2 separate regions of the Podarcis muralis genome follow, and region 2 is linked to region 1. Evidence: chromatin contacts called from public Hi-C data. All regions are on one chromosome and are shown on one strand. The core of a region is the stretch at or near the end of the contact, and the rest is flanking DNA. Distances in the headings are between cores, read along the strand shown. Region 1 holds the start of PBX2 (PBX homeobox 2). Region 2 holds the start of LOC114592385 (vesicle-trafficking protein SEC22b-B-like).

What was found. A called contact is a pair of places that touch in the nucleus more often than the background predicts.
Region 2: a Hi-C map of tail shows a contact between it and region 1, with 3 times the contacts expected there. The contact joins the promoter of LOC114592385 here to the promoter of PBX2 in region 1. A contact is called at or near these places in 2 of 3 Hi-C or Micro-C datasets (blood and tail).

The regions. Positions count from the first base shown.
Region 1 is chr2:113,418,112-113,421,393 of rPodMur119.hap1.1, reverse strand. PBX2 (PBX homeobox 2) reads right to left here and starts at 1,534. Exons shown (of 9, transcript XM_028720399.2): 1 at 1,023-1,534. The coding sequence starts at 1,231.
Region 2 is chr2:113,572,113-113,575,550 of rPodMur119.hap1.1, reverse strand. LOC114592385 (vesicle-trafficking protein SEC22b-B-like) reads right to left here and starts at 1,336. Exons shown (of 5, transcript XM_028720521.2): 1 at 1,140-1,336. The coding sequence starts at 1,214.

The DNA of each region.
Region 1 (3,282 bases), core at 285-2,784:
GTAATTCTTTTGCTCCCTGCAGATCAGCACATATCACCAAATATAATCAAAAATTTAACTGTTAATATATTTAACTACACAACAGAGACCCTCTAAAATATCAACCTCAGGGGTTTGGGATACCCCTGAACCAAATGTGAAAATCTGGTGGCTTGGCTAAGTGAACAGGCAGGGAGTGAAAAGCCAGGCTACTAAAACATCTGGAAGGGAAGCAATGTCTGGTGGTTTAAGGAGAAGGTATGGGCCACAGGAATAATGTGAGCAGCAATCCCTAGAATCTCTCTCTTCAACCAAATTCCAGTTCCCCCTATTATTTACGCTGGGATTCCACACCAACCACCCCTCCCAAACCAGTTTACCAGCACCACCATCCTGTGCATATGAACGCCCCACAACAAGCTACAAACCCCAGAGAGCAAGTTCAGTTACCCTAAAATGGCCCAAGTCCCAAATGGAACAGGCCCCAGCAACCCTCTCTGTAATCCACGCTTGGCTCCCCTGAAATCCGAACCTCTCCTTCCCAACTTCTCCACCCAACAAAAACAAGAGCCAACTTGCTCCAGACTTCCAGGCCTCAGGCTCTCCTCCTTTCTGAAGAGGCTCCACTCAAGTTCCCCGCAACAGACAAGGGAATCCATTCTTAACCCTCAACCTCATCTTTCTTCCCCATCAAGTTCCCCCAAATAACACCCCCTCCACGTTCAGTTCCTGCCCAATCCAGCTTCCCAAGTCCCAAATCCGGATTTGGGGGAATACCCCAATAAAACTGGAGCACCTCCGCCCGAAACCTTGAACTTCCAAGTCTCCACCCAGGCGCACAACATGCGCCCCCGAAATCCGGCACCACCAAACTCCGCTGGAAAGCGCGGGCCACCCCACGGCCCCCAGGTCTCGGTCCCACAGCTTGCATCCCAAACTACTCCTCGCCACACACAAAGGGAGGTACCCTCCCAGGCAACTTTCCAGCACCCCCCTCTCCCCCACCAGCCCGTGCGCCCCGGAATGGCGAGAGGGTAACCAACTTTGCCTGCGCCTCGTCCAAGCTTTGGTCGGTGATGGTCATGATCTGTTGCAGGATGTCGCCGATGTCTTGCTTGCGCGGCTCGCCGTTATCCGAGGGGGGCTCGTGGAGGGAGTGGGGGGTCATGCTAGGGACCCCCGGCACGGCCGGATGGCCCGGCGGGAGCCCCACGGCCCCCCGAGCTTGGATCAGCCTCCCTTGGTCATCCATTCCGCGGGGGCGCAAAAAGCCACCAAGGCGAAAACTGTCCAGCCGAGCGCGAGCGAGCGCGCACACAAAGACGCCGATCCTAACGCTGCCCAAATCCGGAGGCGCCCGGGCGACGTCGTCGAGGCACGGCTGGGTTTTGTATAGCTATATAGATCTACAGATAGCTATAGGCAAGATCTAGAGATCTCTATTATTCCATCTTGGCTGCGCGCTCCCACGGCCCCCTTCCCTTGGAGACTTTGGGGCTGGGAAAATGGAGTCCCACACAAGGGCTGGAGGAGGAGGAGGAGGAGGAGCTGGAAAGAGGGAGGGAAGAGGAGGAAAAAGGAGGAGGAGATGGAGGAGGAGAGAGCAGCTTCTCTGGGTTTTCCTCCCTCCTCCTTCTCCTTTCTTCTTGACGCCTCCCCTCCTTTTCCAAGCTAGCGCTGCTGTGTGTATATAGAATACATTTACTGTATATGGAACAGCGCTCTCTCTCTATGTCTCTTTGCTGCCCCCAGCTGGAAGAAAAGAACCTGGAGGGGGGCAGCGAGAAGGCGCAAGGAGCCAGCCGGCTTCCTTCCTCTGAAGATTAGAATACTGTATAATCATAGAGTTGGAAGGGAAGGGGTCCTCCAGGTCATCTAGTCCAACCCTCTACAATATGGGATTACGCAGCTGGATCGAACCTGATGCAGCCTTGGAGTTATGCGCTGGAGAGAGAGAAAGAAAGAAGGAATGGATGGGCGGGATGCTTATGCACAGTATGCTTAAAGCACATGACCCCCCCCCCCCAAGACTCCTGGGAACTGTAGTTCAGCCCCTTGCAGAGCTGCAACTCCCAGCACTCTTAACAAACTACAATTCCCAGGGTTCTTTTTTTTTTTTTTGGAAAGGGGGGAACCATGCGCTGTAAATGTGCGTGTGTTCGCAGAGCAGGAGATTCTTCATCTCAGGCTTGTGGGTTCAAGCCCCACATTGGGCAAAACAAACTGGGGTGGAGGACCTGGAGGGACACAAAAGAGGGGAGCGGCCATTTTTACAAAGGAAAAAAAAATCAAATTTATGGGCCCACCAGAAATGTTTGGACAGGCAGATATGGGCCATGGGCTAAGGGGGGCTGTGGGGCAGAGCCCTACACCCCTAAAGGCCTCCCAGACTTTTGGACGTAGTTCTCTTGGTCTCACTTGTTTGTGTTGTATTGAGAATGAGGTAAGTTCAGCAGAATTCTTCAGTTGTAAAGAAGACTTAATAGGTGCTGAGTGAACTTGAGTACATGAGCCTGAGGGGGCAAAATCCTAGTGGCCTTTGACCCTATAGCGTTGCCTCATGGATATCCATTCAAGTTGTGTGGGGACAAAAAAACCGCTCTAACAGAGGAATAGAGAACCATTTTAAGGGAAGGAATTTGCATTCTCTTCAGGTCCAGTTTCTGTGGGTCACATGCCAGTGTTGAGTGAGGCCAGAGGCAAACGTGGGTGGAACGACGAATGTGAATTTTACCTTTAGGCTACTACTTCCTAGGCCTAAAAAAAAGGCTCTCTATCCTCTCACCCTGGGCTACAACCTCTCAGCCAGCCTAAGTGCTGCAGAGGCTTTCCATTTATGAGAGGCTTTGGCTCGAAGAACAGTATATAAATGTGTTCTAAACAACTAAATAAACACAAGGGATTCACATCCCATCCCAGGCCTGCTGTCACTTTCCATGTAACCAAAAACGCTTTCCGTGTGGGAGAAACGTAGTTTGTGATGGAGGTAGGAGCCTCGTACGTAGGAGCACAGTGTATCCTACCCAGGTTTCTACTGAAGTTTAACATGAGAAATGGGAATCGGCTACAAAATTTAAAATTTTGGCTTTTGTTATGAAACAAGAAGGAACAAGTTTCTAGGGCTCATGATTCCTTCTTAAAAACGTGGTGCCAATACCTTGCTAACCCTCTGGAGCCAGAGCTCAGTCGAATGTATAGCAATCAGCAGGTGGAGCTAGCGGAAGCCAAATAAAATTATGCAAACTAAGGAAAAGTCTGCACTGATGCATCAATTATACAGATTACAGGCATTCGCTTTTCTTG
Region 2 (3,438 bases), core at 87-2,586, 150 kb before region 1:
ATAAACTGCCTCTGAGCAAGGAAGCTCTCTTTAGCAGTTATGGTTCACCTGCCTAAAGCTGGTTCTATATATGAGTGTGTGTAATGAAGTGCCGGGGAAAGACAAAATTAGCCTACAATACAAAGTACACTTGAAGCGGTCTCCTATACGTTGGAGCAGCCCTTTTTGCATCAAGGGCCGCGTTCGCCCTCAGCCAAACCTGTGAGGGCCACATGGCAGCTGAGGGTGGGGCCAAAAGTGGGCACACTCATCTGCCCCACACATCAACTGGGAGGCAGAAGAGGGATTTATTCTTCCTTTTTCCAATGGCGGGAAGGGTAGATTTGTAACGCAGGAAGTCAGACCACTGGCCCACCTAGCTCAGTACTGTCAACACTGGCCGGAAGCAGCACTCCGGGGTTCCAGAGTGAGGCCTCCCCTAACTGTACCTGGAAATATAAGGACTGGACCTGGGAATTTCTGCAAGCAAAGCAGGTGCTCCACCACTGAGCATTCCAAATCAGGGCACCATCTTACTTTTTAATTTACTTATTTATTTTGCACTGCCTTCAAAACCCATGGGATCTCGAAGTGGGTCAGTAAAATTACCAAGAGGAGGAGTGGGTCCAGATCAGGTCCCCCAAACTGGCATTTATCCACCCCTGCTATATGTATTATTATTATTATTATTATTATTATTATTATTATTATTATTATTATTTGTACTCAGAAAGGTGTCTCATTGTTTTTCAATTGAGTTTCCTTGCAGATGTGTGTACTAGACTGCAGCCTTCAAACAGACGCCCCGGGACGTTTGGTGCTATTAATTTATTTGTTTAACACCCCCACTCCACGTGCGCCACTGTCATAACCCCTACCTAAATCATCTCTGAAACCAGGTTTGAAAGTTCACTCCCCCCCCCCACCAACAATAATAATAATAATTTATTATTTATACCCCGCCCATCTGGCTGAGTTTCCCACGTAGAACAAAACCAGGTGCAAGTAAGAAGTAGCGAAAAGGGTCCTAAAAAGCGGAAAGGTGACCCTTGAGAGGAAAGGATTTCCTAGTGGTTAGAGCTGGAGAGGGTCGGCTGAGCGGGGGGGGGGGCGGAGATGCCCTGGAAGCCCCGGACTCCTGGGTTCCTCCTTCCTCTTACCTGCTCCGTTTCTTGCATAGAAGCTGCCAGGAGAAGCCCGTCTTGGACCCGGCTAATCATGGTAAGCAAGACCATCCTGGCTGGGGGCGGGGGGGGGGGTCCTGGGGTGTTTTTTAAGGGGGGGTATCCCTCTCCCCCTCCCCTCCGGAGGCTGCAGCCGGACCCGGACTCCCGGCTGACGTGGCCGACGGGAGGGATGCAAATCGCGGGCGAAGCGGGGCGGAGCGACGCCGCCAAGAAGTTAGTTTGGCACCAGGCGAGGCGCGCACGCCCCTCCCGGCCTCCGAAGGGCTCCTCCTCTCTTTCGCCTTGGAGGTAATATCCCTGCTAGTAATATCGTTAGCAGCAGCAACTCTTTAGCTTGTGTTGATTTTAGTCATTGTGGGAGGGGTTTGTTTTTTAAAAAGTTGCAATTATTATTGTATAGCTTGATGGGCTGAGCTGCTTTGGCCATCGTGGCCGCATCTGGCATTTTTGCAACTTCGATTATTGGGCCTTGTGGGTTGCATTATCTTCGTCGTGGTTTTGTATTCTAATAATACAATTTTGCAAATAATAATAATTTGAAAGTTACTGAACAGGAATATGGCAGACTTCAAAAACAGCAGGCACCAGTAAATTACCAAAGTACAAAGTAATGATGCCAAAAAAGTAAGCGGAAGTAACTTTTTAGGTTGTCTGGTTTTAGCTATTGTGGCATGTTGCGCTTTTGCAATTAATTTTGCAAAACTTACAAACCACTCAAAAAACGAGTGGCCACTGAGGGTGCTTGCCAGCTTTACAGCGCAGTTCTACATAGGTCTACTCTGTAGTGTAAAGTTTAAGCTCTGCTGTTACAAATTGCAGGCGCGTTGAGCTGAGGGGGCTTCTGAGCCTGTGCAGAGTTCCTTTGCCTGGAGTATTCCCGGAGCGTCTGTTTTCTTTGGAATGGACACCATTCACTCAATTATTCTTGAAAAGCCAGTTGTTGCTCCCTAGACTGATCTCGTTTCCCAGCTGCCCCCTCCCTCCAGCATCTCATCTCCCTCAACTGCTCATTTGTAGCGTTTCTTCCGCTCCCCCAGCTTCAAATGCAATTGCACAGGAACACAGGAAGTTGGCTTATGCCGATTCAAACCATTGGTCCACCTAGCACAGTATTGTCAGCACAGACTGGCAGCAAAGTTTCAAACAGGGTACCCTTGCCCTTTTTTTGGAGATGTCAGGAACTGAACCTGGGACCTTTTGCAGATGCTCTGCCCCATGGGTAGGCAACCTAAGGCCCGTGGGCCGGATCCGGCCCAATCACCTTCTCAATCTGGCCCGCAGACGGTCCGGGAATCAGCGTGTTTTGACATGAGTAGAATGTGTGTTTTTATTTAAAATGCGTCTCTGGGTTATTTGTGGAGCATAGGAATTCATTCATTTCCCCCCCAAAAATACAGTCTGACCCCCCACAAGGTCTGAGGGACAGTGGACCGGCCCGCTGCTGAAAAAGTTTGCTGACCCCTGCTCTGACCCCTGAGTGACAACGCTTGGTGCTTACAGAGACGGACAGCACTGTCTTGTCCTGCCTTCTGTGGAGTGTCCCTTGACACAGGCTGTGTCGTGGATGTTGAAGGTGGGTGCTTCTAGGCAAGAGCTCCATCTCACAAACGGGTCACTCAGATCCAGTTTTTCCATGCGCATCACTGGTGCATGGCCACCCACCCACTCATTTTTGAATGCATGTGTTCTTCACAGACATTCTATTGTTTCCTGGCCCGTGGCGAAAGTAGGCTTTATTTCACCCGGATCAAAGACCCAGTTTGGCACACACATCCCATGTGCATTTGCGTACCCACACACATAGGCTGGGAGCTTCCACTGGGGCAAAAAAACAAACCCCCAGCTAGCCCCCCTGTAGCTACAGCTCTGCCAGATGGCCATACCAGTAGCAAGGAGTGCGGTGTCCTGCATGAAATGTTTTGGCGCTGTCTTCTTGGCCTTTTGTGGGCATGCACAAAGGTAATTCTGTCCCTGTGCCTGCACACCATTAAAAAAAATGGACAGGAAGTGTGTAACTGCAGTTATTACAAGCTCCTAGTTTTCATGTTCCATAATGGCCTAGAGCAGGGGTCTGCAACCTGCGGCTCCGGAGCCGCATGTGGCTCTTTTACACCTTTGCCGTGGCTCTGGGGCGGATACTAGCGAGGGGAGGAGGTGCATTGTGTGCCCCGACACTCCCCACTGTGGCGGGCGCTGTACTGACTGTAACGTCGCATGGGGGCGGTGCGTGCGTTAGTTTTGCGGCTCCCAGTTGTTTTTTCCTTCGGAAACG